Linked DNA regions of Mus musculus: regions 2 and 3 are each linked to region 1. The links are chromatin contacts, called in public Hi-C maps. All regions are on one chromosome and are shown on one strand. Each heading gives the region's core, a stretch centred on a gene start, on an enhancer-like site or on the middle of the called end of the contact. The rest is flanking DNA. Distances are from core to core; before and after follow the strand shown. Region 1 holds the start of Rin3 (Ras and Rab interactor 3). Region 2 overlaps Rin3 (Ras and Rab interactor 3). Region 3 overlaps Slc24a4 (solute carrier family 24 (sodium/potassium/calcium exchanger), member 4).

The links. Hi-C and Micro-C count contacts between places; a contact is called where the count stands out from the background.
Region 2: a contact with region 1 is called in a Hi-C map of Th2 cells, with 1.5 times the contacts expected there. The contact joins the enhancer-like site here to the promoter of Rin3 in region 1. A contact is called at or near these places in 2 of 39 promoter capture datasets (neutrophils and pre-B cells), 1 of 15 datasets of contacts at CTCF or cohesin (CD8 T cells), 56 of 484 Hi-C or Micro-C datasets (the 4T1 cell line, the AML12 cell line, B cells and 38 more), 20 of 115 datasets of contacts at active chromatin or transcription factors (the 230-238 cell line, DN3 thymocytes, the HPC-7 cell line and 13 more) and 4 of 9 other capture datasets (adipose tissue, embryonic stem cells, liver and 1 more).
Region 3: a Hi-C map of the C2C12 cell line shows a contact between it and region 1, with 2.0 times the contacts expected there. The contact joins the enhancer-like site here to the promoter of Rin3 in region 1. A contact is called at or near these places in 1 of 39 promoter capture datasets (the 3T3-L1 cell line), 1 of 15 datasets of contacts at CTCF or cohesin (large pre-B cells), 3 of 484 Hi-C or Micro-C datasets (the C2C12 cell line, myocytes and uterus), 5 of 115 datasets of contacts at active chromatin or transcription factors (bone marrow-derived dendritic cells, embryonic fibroblasts, embryonic forebrain and 1 more) and 4 of 9 other capture datasets (adipose tissue, embryonic stem cells, liver and 1 more).

What each region holds. Positions count from the first base shown.
Region 1 is chr12:102,281,435-102,285,058 of GRCm38.p6, forward strand. Rin3 (Ras and Rab interactor 3) reads left to right here and starts at 1,640. Exons shown (of 10, transcript NM_177620.4): 1 at 1,640-1,892. The coding sequence starts at 1,852.
Region 2 is chr12:102,329,083-102,332,541 of GRCm38.p6, forward strand. The region is part of intron 3 of Rin3 (Ras and Rab interactor 3); the gene reads left to right. Among named protein-coding and RNA genes, the nearest start is that of Rin3, 48 kb to the left of the region's middle. Within about 2 kb of position 1,304, at least 21 of the 459 cell types and tissues checked have an H3K27ac peak or open chromatin away from gene starts, as enhancers often do. A contact at or near this core is called in CD8 T cells, the P5424 cell line, T follicular helper cells and 4 more, where this site is marked.
Region 3 is chr12:102,220,668-102,224,574 of GRCm38.p6, forward strand. It overlaps Slc24a4 (solute carrier family 24 (sodium/potassium/calcium exchanger), member 4), which reads left to right. Exons shown (of 17, transcript NM_001362345.1): 5 at 1,376-1,460; 6 at 2,068-2,171; 7 at 2,940-3,014. Among named protein-coding and RNA genes, the nearest start is that of Gm25203, 31 kb to the right of the region's middle. Within about 2 kb of position 1,489, at least 11 of the 459 cell types and tissues checked have an H3K27ac peak or open chromatin away from gene starts, as enhancers often do. A contact at or near this core is called in the C2C12 cell line, where this site is marked.

The DNA.
Region 1 (3,624 bases), core at 390-2,889:
TACTGTTTGTCTCCGTGAAATTGCCTACTCTGAACACTTCATGCAAAAGGAATGTGTTTAACGACTGGCTTCTGTCACTTAGCATGCTTTCAAGACTCATCTGTGCAGAAGCACCATTGTTGGGGCCCCATTCTTTCTGTGGCTCAATAACAGTCCCTGACTGATGATCCCTGATCTTATTTACATATTCATCGATTGATGAATGCTTGGTTGCTCCCACATACTGGCTACTGTAAATTGTTTGTATTTCTTTTCTTTCTTTCTTTCTTCCTTCAACATAGGGCCTCTCAGACACATGCCAGGCAACCATTCTACCTCTGAACTCTAGCTCCAGCTCTGGATAACACAAATAAAGGCTGATATGAACAGTCATATATAAGGTTTTGCATGGACACACTATGATAGATAGCTTTAATTTGTCAACTTGACACAACCTAGAATCACTGAGAAGAAATTCTCAGTAAGGGATTGTCTGCATTTAGTTAGGCCTATGAGTATGCTGGTGAGGGACTGTCTTACTTAAGTTATTGGTGCGGGAAGACTCAACCCACTGTGGGCAGCACCATTCCCTATACAGGGTGCCCTGAACTATGTAAGAGTGGAGAAAGTGAGCTGATCACAAGCCAGGTAAACATGGTTACATTCATTTCTCTTTGCTCTGGATGTCATGTGACCAGCTTTTTGACATCCCCCCCCTCCCCCTGCCTTGACTTCCCCATAATGAACTGTAACCTGGAATTGAAAGCTGAAATAAGCCCCTTTGGGTACGTAGTTTCCCCTTCTGAGGAACTGCCAAGGCTGCTTCCCAAATCAGCTGGCCCATTTACCACTCCCAGCAGGAGACTGTTAACTAAGCCTTTCCTCTCACTTCCACAGGCTGATTTGGAGGAAATGCCAAAAGAGAAGTGGTTGTGAGGGTGTGTGGACACTCTAGCACTCCTGTGTAATCGTGGGTAGAGGCCAAGGATGTGGATGGAAGTTGGGTTACTCCTACAATGCACAATGCACAAGACAGTCCCAAGCACAAAACATTTAATCTGTCCCCAGCAGTCTAAATAATGCCCAGGCTGGGAATGAATTAAACAAGGTGATATCTTGAGGTCCGCTATTACCTGGTCTCACAGGCTTAGCTAGCTCAGGAGACATTTTTGAGTGTCTGGGCGCTTAAAAAAGGAGGCATTACGACTCGCGGTTGTTGTGTAAGCTAGCAAGTTTTCTCCTTTAGTCTCTCACTGGGTGCTGTACTCAGCACAGGTGCCTTAGATGTCAGGCTTCATGGACGATATCTGCTTTGTTAAACAGTGATCTTATCAACAGAGAAGGTATCAAGGAGAGACAGGATGGCCACCTGTCAGGGACGTGGAGGAGGTGCCCCGCCTTGGGGGCGGGAGTGGGTATGGGTCGTGGCTCCCCCGGGATGAAGGAGGTCCCATTTGGGCCGTGGGCCTCGTCACCTGCCAGCCCTGAGTGCCTTGCTATCCGGTGCCAACTTGGAGACTTTCCTGTGAGTTTCGCTCGCAGGCTCCGGGCGGCCACAGTCCGTGCTGTCCTCGACCCCGGCACCGCCCGCCGCCAGGCCCGGCCCTAGGGGCGCGGCCCGGCTTCCGCGCGCCCCAGGGGGCTCCCTGCTACGAGCAGCCACGGCCGAATGGCTTCTGACAAAAAACCCTTGACCACCAAGGCCGGCCTCTTCCTGCGAGCCCCGCGCGCTGCGATCCAGGAAGTGGAAGGCAGCGGCCCCGCGCTTCCCCACTGGGCGCGCGGCTGGCGGCGGCGCCCAGCCCGGCCCTCGGCGAGGGACAGCGCCAGCGCCACGCGGAGGTCGCTGCGTCCCCAATCGCCTGCCCCACGATGCGACGCGCCGAAGCGCCCTCGAGCGCCCACCCTGCCGGGTAAGTGGCAACCCGTGCCCGCCGCTCCCCAGGTGGCCCGCGTCCTGCCTCTTTTGCTCAGCTTGATCCCCGAGAGCCCTGGGTGCTCCGGATAGGGCTACGGGACGTCGTGGATGTCATGCTGAAATGAACACCCCCCACGAGCGTGCGGATCCCCCAGCAGGGACTAAGGGTGAAACTAGGTTCTGCAAGGAAAGGGGGCGGCCTTGGTGACTGCCGAACTTGGCCAAACTTTCAAATCCAGACTTTGTTAGCGGGGGGGGGGGGGGGGGGGGGGGGAAGCAGTGCACAATGTGCGGCTGGGAGGGTTTGGTGTGTTCGAGCCCGAGATGTCCGTGTAGCCATGGCTCTAGCCTAGGCTGAACTTTGGATGCAAGCACTCGCTGCCCTGGCCCAGCCAGCCCCATGCACCACGAAGCACCGCTGCTCTGCCTAAACCCCAGCTTGCGCCCTCAGGTTCTGGGACCGAGAGTGGGGGTGGGGGCGGGGGTGGGGAGTAGGGTGGTAGATAAGAAGCACCTACAACTTTAGGCAGGCCCATCCAGCAGCTAACTCTCTGCCTGGAGGATTGAGGCGCCACCAGATCCCATCTGCCACCCCACTGGATCGGCTGGGGACCTTTGGACTGGCCTTTGAAGAGCCTGGTGTGTGAGGAGGGTCTAGAGTGCTCGGGTGCAAATGATTGGCGGGATACCCAGACGCAGATGCAGTCTGAAGTGTGTGAAATTAAATGGCTTGGGAACAACCATTCGGAAGGGATTCCTACTTTTGTGCTCTTCCCTACCCCCCACCTCAAGACCTGGAACACTGCCCAGAGCTACACAAGGTTGGGAATGTCCTGTCATCCCGCCCAGCCCAGTCCTAAGAGAAGATCGGGAAGGGTGGGGTTTGAAGCTGCACCGAGTAGAAAGCGATTTCTGCGAAAGTCTTCTAGCACTTTCTGAGGTGCCATGGATGATGGACGAATCTGGGGTACCATACTTTTTGTATTTCCGTTTAAAAGTCCCGGGCCTGATCCCGGATGAATTCCCGTGGCTGCCTGTTTTAATTCTGTGACCTCATCTCTTTGAGCTTCCACTCTTTAGAACAGGAACGCTATCTGTACACATCTTGTACTCTCCAGGGTTTGGGAACAGTAGGGTGTAACTGGCCCCCATTCGGATAGGAGGGACTGGGATTGTCCTGGGGCGGGGGGTGGGGGGGTGGGGGGGGGCTTGGCTGCCTCCTTCCTCCTACCCCCAATCCCAGCTACAACCACAGCCCGGAAATTCTGTGTTGATGTTTCCCTTGGAAGTGATCTCTGTGGAGACAAATGTCATCTGCTGGGAAACTGGGAATTCCGATGCGGAAGGGGTCTCCTGGGAGCAAGTAACTGCTATACCCTGGGTGGGAAGGTAAAGCCGGCTAGAAAAGGAGGGTGAGGAATCAGGTTCTGATCTCATCTACTTCCCCATTTTCCCCAAGGATGGCCTGGCCTGACCCATTTCCTCCTGCCTTTCTTTGTTTACCTCTGTACCAGTGATTGATTTCATTGTGCCTCAGTTTACTAACAAGGATAGTCAGTAGTCACTGCTCTTCACAGGCTGTTTGGAGGGGACATCCTCAGCTGCTATTATGATTAGCATCACTGACATCTGTTGGGTGGGCCCCTTCCTTTTGCCAACTGGGTGATCTGTCTGCCTCATCTGAAACTCCAGAGTCCTATAACCCCTCCCTCACTGGGATTGAATTG
Region 2 (3,459 bases), core at 54-2,553, 47 kb after region 1:
TAGGGGATGGGAAACAAGAAAAGCCTGATTGGGTCTAAATGACGGTCGGACAGGTAGGGTGGAGGTTCCTGTCACACTTAGAGGGGTCGTTGCTAGAACAGGCAGTATATGAAGGGTGTCTGAGAAGGTCCAGGAGCTGTGAAAGTTTAGCTGAGTGAAGTTTTGTCAAGATGGATGGATGTGTATTACCAGAACTGTGAGCTGGGCTTGGCCACCTGTCCTCAATAGGCAAATGAAGCAGATGCGTAATGATGTAAGGATGAGAAAGGAGAGCTCCTCGCTGTGGGAAGACGAACAACTTGAGAGATCCAGCGACCATCCTCCACAAGTCCATCTTCGGGATGCTGAGATGGGGTTTAGGTTAAGTGGAGGGTACGAGGCATGCGTAACTAAGCCATCTTGACGGAGGCATGGCCCTCTGCCCAACATGTCACTGTCTGGACCCCAGTGTGTCCTGCAAGGTTGTCTGACAAGTTATCAGAAATCTGTGAACTCTCTTTCCAGGAAATAAATCCTCCTCTAGCTGGCTGCAGGGCCCCAGGCTTCTCCTCGTCCTAGCTGAGAATTCACTACTTCAATTGTGTGATAGCCCAGAGAAGGGACATGAGTGTCTCCTGAGGGGAAAAAAAAAAAATCTTCATTTCTGCCGAGATGGTCAAACCAGACTACTCAGAAATGGGAGCACTAACATCCCAGGTTCTTGGTTTTCTCCCAGGCCACATGGTAGAATTCCATGCATTTTCAGGCTTCAAGTTCAGCATTCAGCATTCAGCCTTGCCTTGAAGATAGTCAAAATGCAAACCGAAGCCATTTGTGTAAGCTGGTTCTTCAATCCTTATTCCAACACGTTGGCCACAAACACAGAGGTGCCCACCGCTTGGGTATTTCATTTTGTTCTCTCTTTATATTACTCTGCTGCTCCTAAACCTCTTTCTTTTGAGGTCTGCTGCCAGAGCAAGGGCATTGGCTGGGCTGTTTCTCTGCCTCAACTGTCTCTAAGTTCCATGCTCCTCCCTCTTTTTGAATTCTGTGCCTTTGATGTCATAGCTTGGTTTCTCTCACCTCTGTCTCTTGCCACTTGTGTGACTGGGCAAAAACGCTTCATGTCTCCGGCCCCCCGGCCTCCCTGCCTGTGAGGTAGGGATAGTGATGGTGCCTTTCCTCAGAGAGTCCTGGAAGGACTTAGTTATCCAGATCATGTAGGGTGATCGTGAGGCTCTGTGGCCAAGCTAACTTCAGTGGGGTGCCCTCAAGGGGAAGTGGGCAATGGAAGGGCCCAGGCCTAGAACTGGAGCTTTCTGGGTTTCCCCATGCAAAGTCGAGGGAGGAAACCAGGGGGTGTCCCAAAAGTGAGTCTTGCTTTGACCACAGCTGTGCTCTGAGGCACTTTAAATCCCCTCCCTAGTTTCTTTTTTTTTTTTTCTTTTATGTTTTTTCCAGACAGCATTTCTCTGTGTTCCCCTGGCCATCCTGGAACTCACATTGTAGACCAGGCTGTCCTTGAACCCGGACATCTGCCTGCCTCTGCTTCCTGAATGCTGGTATTAAAGGTGTGCACCACCACTGCCCAGCTTCTTTCCCCGATTCCTTACAAAGATTCTTCTTTGAAAAATCCTGATTCTGTCAGCTAAGCCATGCTTGTAGTGGTAACAGGCTGCCCTACACCTTTAGTTGCTTACACACAAAGTAGCATGGATGTACTATAGAATACATCTGATTAAAACACTCAAAGACATAGTAACATGAGTATGTTTTCACTGGATCTTTCCACTGTTGCTGCAGAGCTCTACCCATCTGAAACATGAGAAAGTAGAGTTCCATAATGACTCTAGAAGGTTCCACTCAGAAATGCAGCCACCACTTCCCCTACAACTCATTGACCAAAACAGGCCACATGGCCAGACTGGAGCCCAGTAGGACAGGAAGAATCATCTCTCCTCATACAGTGGCAGCAGGAAGGGAAAGTGGCCCAGAGATTACAGGGGGATTTATAGCAGGGAAGGAGCCTGTTGAAGGAGCCAAATGAAGGATGAGTGAAGCTATGCCAATTTCTGGGAGGCAATGCTGCCCCTTGATGGCTGGTATGAACATCCTACCCTAGAGGACACTACAACAAAAGCATCCCTTATCCTAAATGCTTGAGACCAAAAGTGTTGCAGACTCTCCCTGGATTTTGAAATAGTTTGCACATGTGTAACATGGTCTTGGGGATGAGGCTTAAGCCTAACAAGGAAACTTGGTTATGTTGTATGCATACAGTATGCACATATCCTGGAAGATATTTCATATATATATATCAAGGCATCTGCCTTTTAACTTGTCAGTTGACATCAGATGTACTTTTCATTCATGGCATAATGTTGGTGGGCCAAAAAAATGTCTTGGAATTTGGAACATTTCAGATTTCAAATTTCCAGATAAAGACCGTTCAGCTGAACCTGGTTTTACTAATATGCACAGAAGTGGTGATAGACATATCCATGGGGTGGCAGTTTCCTAGTGGTTGCTGAATAAAGGAAGAAGAAGAAGAAGAAAAACTATTTGGGATTGTGTCTAGCAGAGCAGGCCTGAGGCAGTGGCATGACCAGGCCCATGCAGGAAGTGGGCTACGCAGTGCTCAAGGCCTAAGCCGCAGTCTGACCACTCCTACCCAGTGCCTCTGGCCCACTGACCCTGGCTTTAGAAGGGTCTGTGCACCAATTCTGAGTAAATCTTCACTCTCGGGGGTGTGGGTGGGTTTACATCAACTTGAACACATCAGCATCTGAGAACAGTCCATCTCCTGAGCAACTATGGCAAATTCTCATGCTGATTGGTATGGGGGATCATCACCTCTAGATGCAAAGGGGAGGGATCTTGGATGCGTCCTCCTGGGCAGTAGAGATCCATGTGGGCATGACCACGTGATAGGCATGGCCACGTGGCCAGAATGCCTTTGACTTACTTCTCTTACTCTTGAATATGACTTCTCTCCATACTCTTGGTACCGCCCAAAACCCTAGAATGCAGTCTGACCTGTTTTTGAATGGAGACAGCTCAAGTCAATGAACAGGTGTTATCCATAAAGGAAGAGTTGACATAGAGACTCCATATTTTAGCTGGAAGTGAGGCAGGGTTGATTGCTTTGTGGGAGGCCCTGCAGGCTTGTCCATGCAAACCCCTTCGTTTTCATTTTTCTTCTAGAACATGACTTTTGGAAAGAATGACTGTTGGTTCTAGGTTTTTATTCTTGTGAGATCAGGTAAGATGTCAGATGTCCTTGCACTATGGTTTCCTCATCTGTGAATTAAGGGTGTCTCCCCAGCACAGCTGAGGGCAGATCCTTGAAAGAAGGTATCAGCAGGGAAGCGCTCAGCATCTTCTTCTGGGAAGAAGTCACAGCCCTACTTGTAGCAAGTACTCAATGCACAGTGGCAGTTATAATTAGCAGCAAGTAGCTCACACCTCACAACCCCTCAT
Region 3 (3,907 bases), core at 239-2,738, 61 kb before region 1:
TGTCTAGGAAGTTAAGGGGTGGAATGTCACTGTTGGGGAGAGGCATAGGAGGGCTTCCTGGAGGAGATGATATTCATACAGGCTGGAGCAGTGGGAAGCACGCTCAGCAAGCAGAGAAGAAAGGGTTCTAGGAAGGAGAGTGCAGGCCAAAGCCAAGAGGTGGCAGAACAGCAGGCAGCATGACCCTAGTCCTGCAGAGGTGGCTGCAGTGCCAGGTGGGCATCTCTACAGAGCATTCCCTTTGTCAGCATTGAGATGGTAGCACTGACCCCTTAGGGAGCAGTGCTGAGTCCCTAGCCTGTATGGAGCCCAGAGCTCTGACCCTTCTGTAGCTAACAGACCAGTGGGGAGAAGATGCTGACCCAAACTTCCTGCAGCACTCCAGAGCCCAGGCTGCCTAGGGCTACCTAGATCCTCTGTCTTCCATTTTGGATCGGATAGTGGACCTCCAAGGCCAGAACATGGCCTTGCTGAACATGAGAGACTCATACAAAATGTTCCCAGCTTTGTCCCATGCCAGATCAATCCTGGGGACAGACTCTGGGAGTCTGCCATGGAGAAACATCTAGAATGCAGGAGCCAGGAAATGTCTTGGGGACCCAGGTCCCACAGCCTCAGGATAGCTTCTAGATCCTGTTTGTGTAGCACTGTCTACTCCAACCTCTTCTAAGTTCTAGAGACCCACAGGTGGCATATGCCAGCTCTGTCTTCATGGTCTAGAGGCAAAGGTAAGCATATGTACTTACTGTAAGCTGCCTGTGAATCACAGAATCTATTTCAATAAGAGTAGAGCCTTCTTGCCTTAGATGGTAAGGAAGCTAAGAGGGTGGATTGTCACTGTTGGGGAGAGACATAGGAAGGCTTCCTGGAGGAAGATGATGTTTGTACCAGCCAGAGAAGTGGGAAGCACATTCAGCAAGCAGAGGGGAGGGGGTTCTAGGAAAAAGAAATTCTTCTCAGGTGCCTTCTGAGAGGGTATGGCTGGCCCTGGGGATGCAGGGAAGGCTTCCTCAAGGGTCGTGGACAGGGCTCTAGGAGCATAAAGGAAATGAAGAGAAGGCAGATGGGTCCAAGGGAAAGGGAGCACTGAAGCCTGGAAGAGGGGAGCACTGAAGCCTGGAAGGGGGGAGCACTGAAGCCTGGAAGAGGGGAGCACTGAAGCCTGGAAGAGGGGAGCACTGAAGCCTGGAAGAGGGGAGCACTGAAGCCTGGAAGAGGGGTATGGGGTGTGTGCTTTGGGCAGAGAAGCTCTGGCTACGGTGCCAGGCTCAGATCCACACTGTGTCACTGAGAGCTTTCTGCCATCCACCTGCCCAGGGGCTGCGTGCTCCCCTCCCTTGTCACAACCCAGTTGCCTGTGTTCTCTTTGTTTCAGAAACTTCATCTGAGTGAAGATGTGGCAGGTGCCACCTTCATGGCTGCAGGAAGCTCGACACCAGAGCTGTTTGCTTCTGTCATTGGTAAGGACATTGATAAAGGCAGCTGGGGCACCATGCAGAGAGAGCCAGGGCTGACTGCCCAGGGCAGTGGGGCATTTACCAGCTCCAAGTCTCCATTTCCTCACTTGTAAACCCAAGGGGGTCAGAGGGACAGGAAGTAGATTGGTGATTTCTTAGAATGTGGGGTCCTACCAAGCACTGGGCTTCTTATGAGATGAAAATGTCCTAAAACTAGATGATAGCTTTGGTTATATAATTTTGTGGATCTGCCAAACTGCTGCACCATTAGACATGTGAATTATGTCTTCAATAACGTCATTCAAAAACCTGGGCTCTGGCCACTGAGATGGCTAAACCCAGTAAAAGTGCTTGCTGTGCAAGCCTGAAGACTTGAGTTCAATCTCTCATACCAAGGGAGAGAACCCACTACTGAAAGCTGTCCTCTGACAGGTGCTACCACACACACACACACACACACACACACACACACACACATGCAAAAGCACACACACCATACTAACGATGATGATGGTGATGATGAAACATTTAATTTGATAAGTGCATGGAAGGAACTGGTTCCCAGGGCTCCACTCTGTCTGGCTCCACCATTATCTCTTTCATATTCCAGGTGTGTTCATCACCCACGGAGATGTCGGTGTAGGAACGATTGTGGGCTCTGCTGTGTTCAACATCCTATGTATCATTGGAGTGTGTGGACTCTTTGCTGGACAGGTCAGTAGGGTTTTTTTTTTTCTCTCTGCCTAGCTGATCAGTGTCTTGTAGGATGCGGGTGAGTTTCTCCCATGGTTGGGGTGACAATAGCAACACCCTAATGAGTCTGGTCATGTCACTCTCCGTGGCTTGGAGAATATCTACGTTCTCCTCTAGACCCGTGGTCTCTCCTGTGAAGTAGCCATGACACTCCTTCCTGTCCATCACTGTGAGAGCCTGAGAAGCTGGAGCCATGGTAGTGGGCCTGACCAGTTTATGGGTGGGCATTCATTCAACAGCAACGGCTATTTAAGAAGGGCCTTCCTGGACCCTGGTTTGAGTGAGGGCTTACAGCTACCTGGGCTGCTCACCTCCTCTGCAGGCACGAGGCTAGCTGTGATCAGACTCTATTTTACATGAGACCAGAATCTTAGGCTTGTCTCACGGAGGAAGATGGCCAAGACCTACCTCTTGCTCAGGACAACAGAGGTAGGCAGCTGATGAGACATGGTGCTGCTTCAGGTCTCTACCTAAAGCAGTACCCAAAATATACCATTTATGCCAGCTTTTGCTATGAAATATGCCTGGCCACCACTCCAGAGGAGTAGGCCAGTTTCTGTTTTCCCCACCCCTGAGAACTTTACTGGGTTCTGTTGTCTTCACCAACTGTAGCCAAGAGCTAGAGGTATCCAGGGAAGCACCCTGAGGCCCATCCTTCTGCTCTCTGGGAGGCTGGCCCCATTCCCAGCCTTGGCAATAGCAGCTGACGACTTCTCTCTGGCTTGGCAGGTGGTGCGGTTGACGTGGTGGGCTGTGTGCCGTGACTCTGTGTACTACACGCTCTCTGTCATTGTGCTCATTGCGGTGAGTCACCCCTCACACATAAGTGTTGGATGGGTCAGGGCCCTGTGGGGGCATGGGTACCTGCCTGTCTGTCCTTGACCAGAGAGGTTACAGTACCAACAGTGGGATGTGTTTATCTATCTGTCTGTGTTCACATTGGCCCCTCATACCTCTACCCATACTATGGCCTTTCTAAAGACCTCATCCTTGGTTCATCACAAGGAGACTAAAATCAGGACTATTTTAATGATTAAAAGCTTCACAAAACAAAAACTGTTGGGGAAGTTCAAATATATACTCACATGAGGCCCTCCCAAGCCTACATTGAGACCCACCCACTCATTGAAACAGACCTACTCGAAGGAAGCAAGTTTGAAGCTGGGAAATAACCCTAGACTCTCAAGAGACTGTGGCTAGAGGATTGTGATCACAACCAACCTGGGCAAGTTGGGGTGACCGTATCTCAAAATTAAAAATATAAAAATGTGCAGGTGTAGCTCAGTGGTCAGGTGCTAGCCTAGCAGGTGCAGCTCAGTGGTCAGGTGCTAGCCTAGCAGGTGCAGCTCAGTGGTCAGGTGCTAGCCTAGCAGGTGCAGCTCAGTGGTCAGGTGCTAGCCTAGCAGGTGCAGCTCAGTGGTCAGGTGCTAGCCTAGCAGGTGCAGCTCAGCAGTCAGGTGCTAGCCTAGCAGGTGCAAGGAGGGCCTGTATTCAATACCACAAAGTAAGTACAAGCAGCAAGTTTCTGGGTTCTCTGTCCTGCACAGCAGGAGAGAGCCATCTCAAAGCTATCAGGCCCCCAGGGTCTGGGATGGCATCGTGGGCCATGCAGTGAAGCACTGTTTGGTGAGTACCAACCCCAGGGGAGCAGTTTTGATCCTTACACTAGTGCATAAGGGCCTGTGGTATGCTGGATT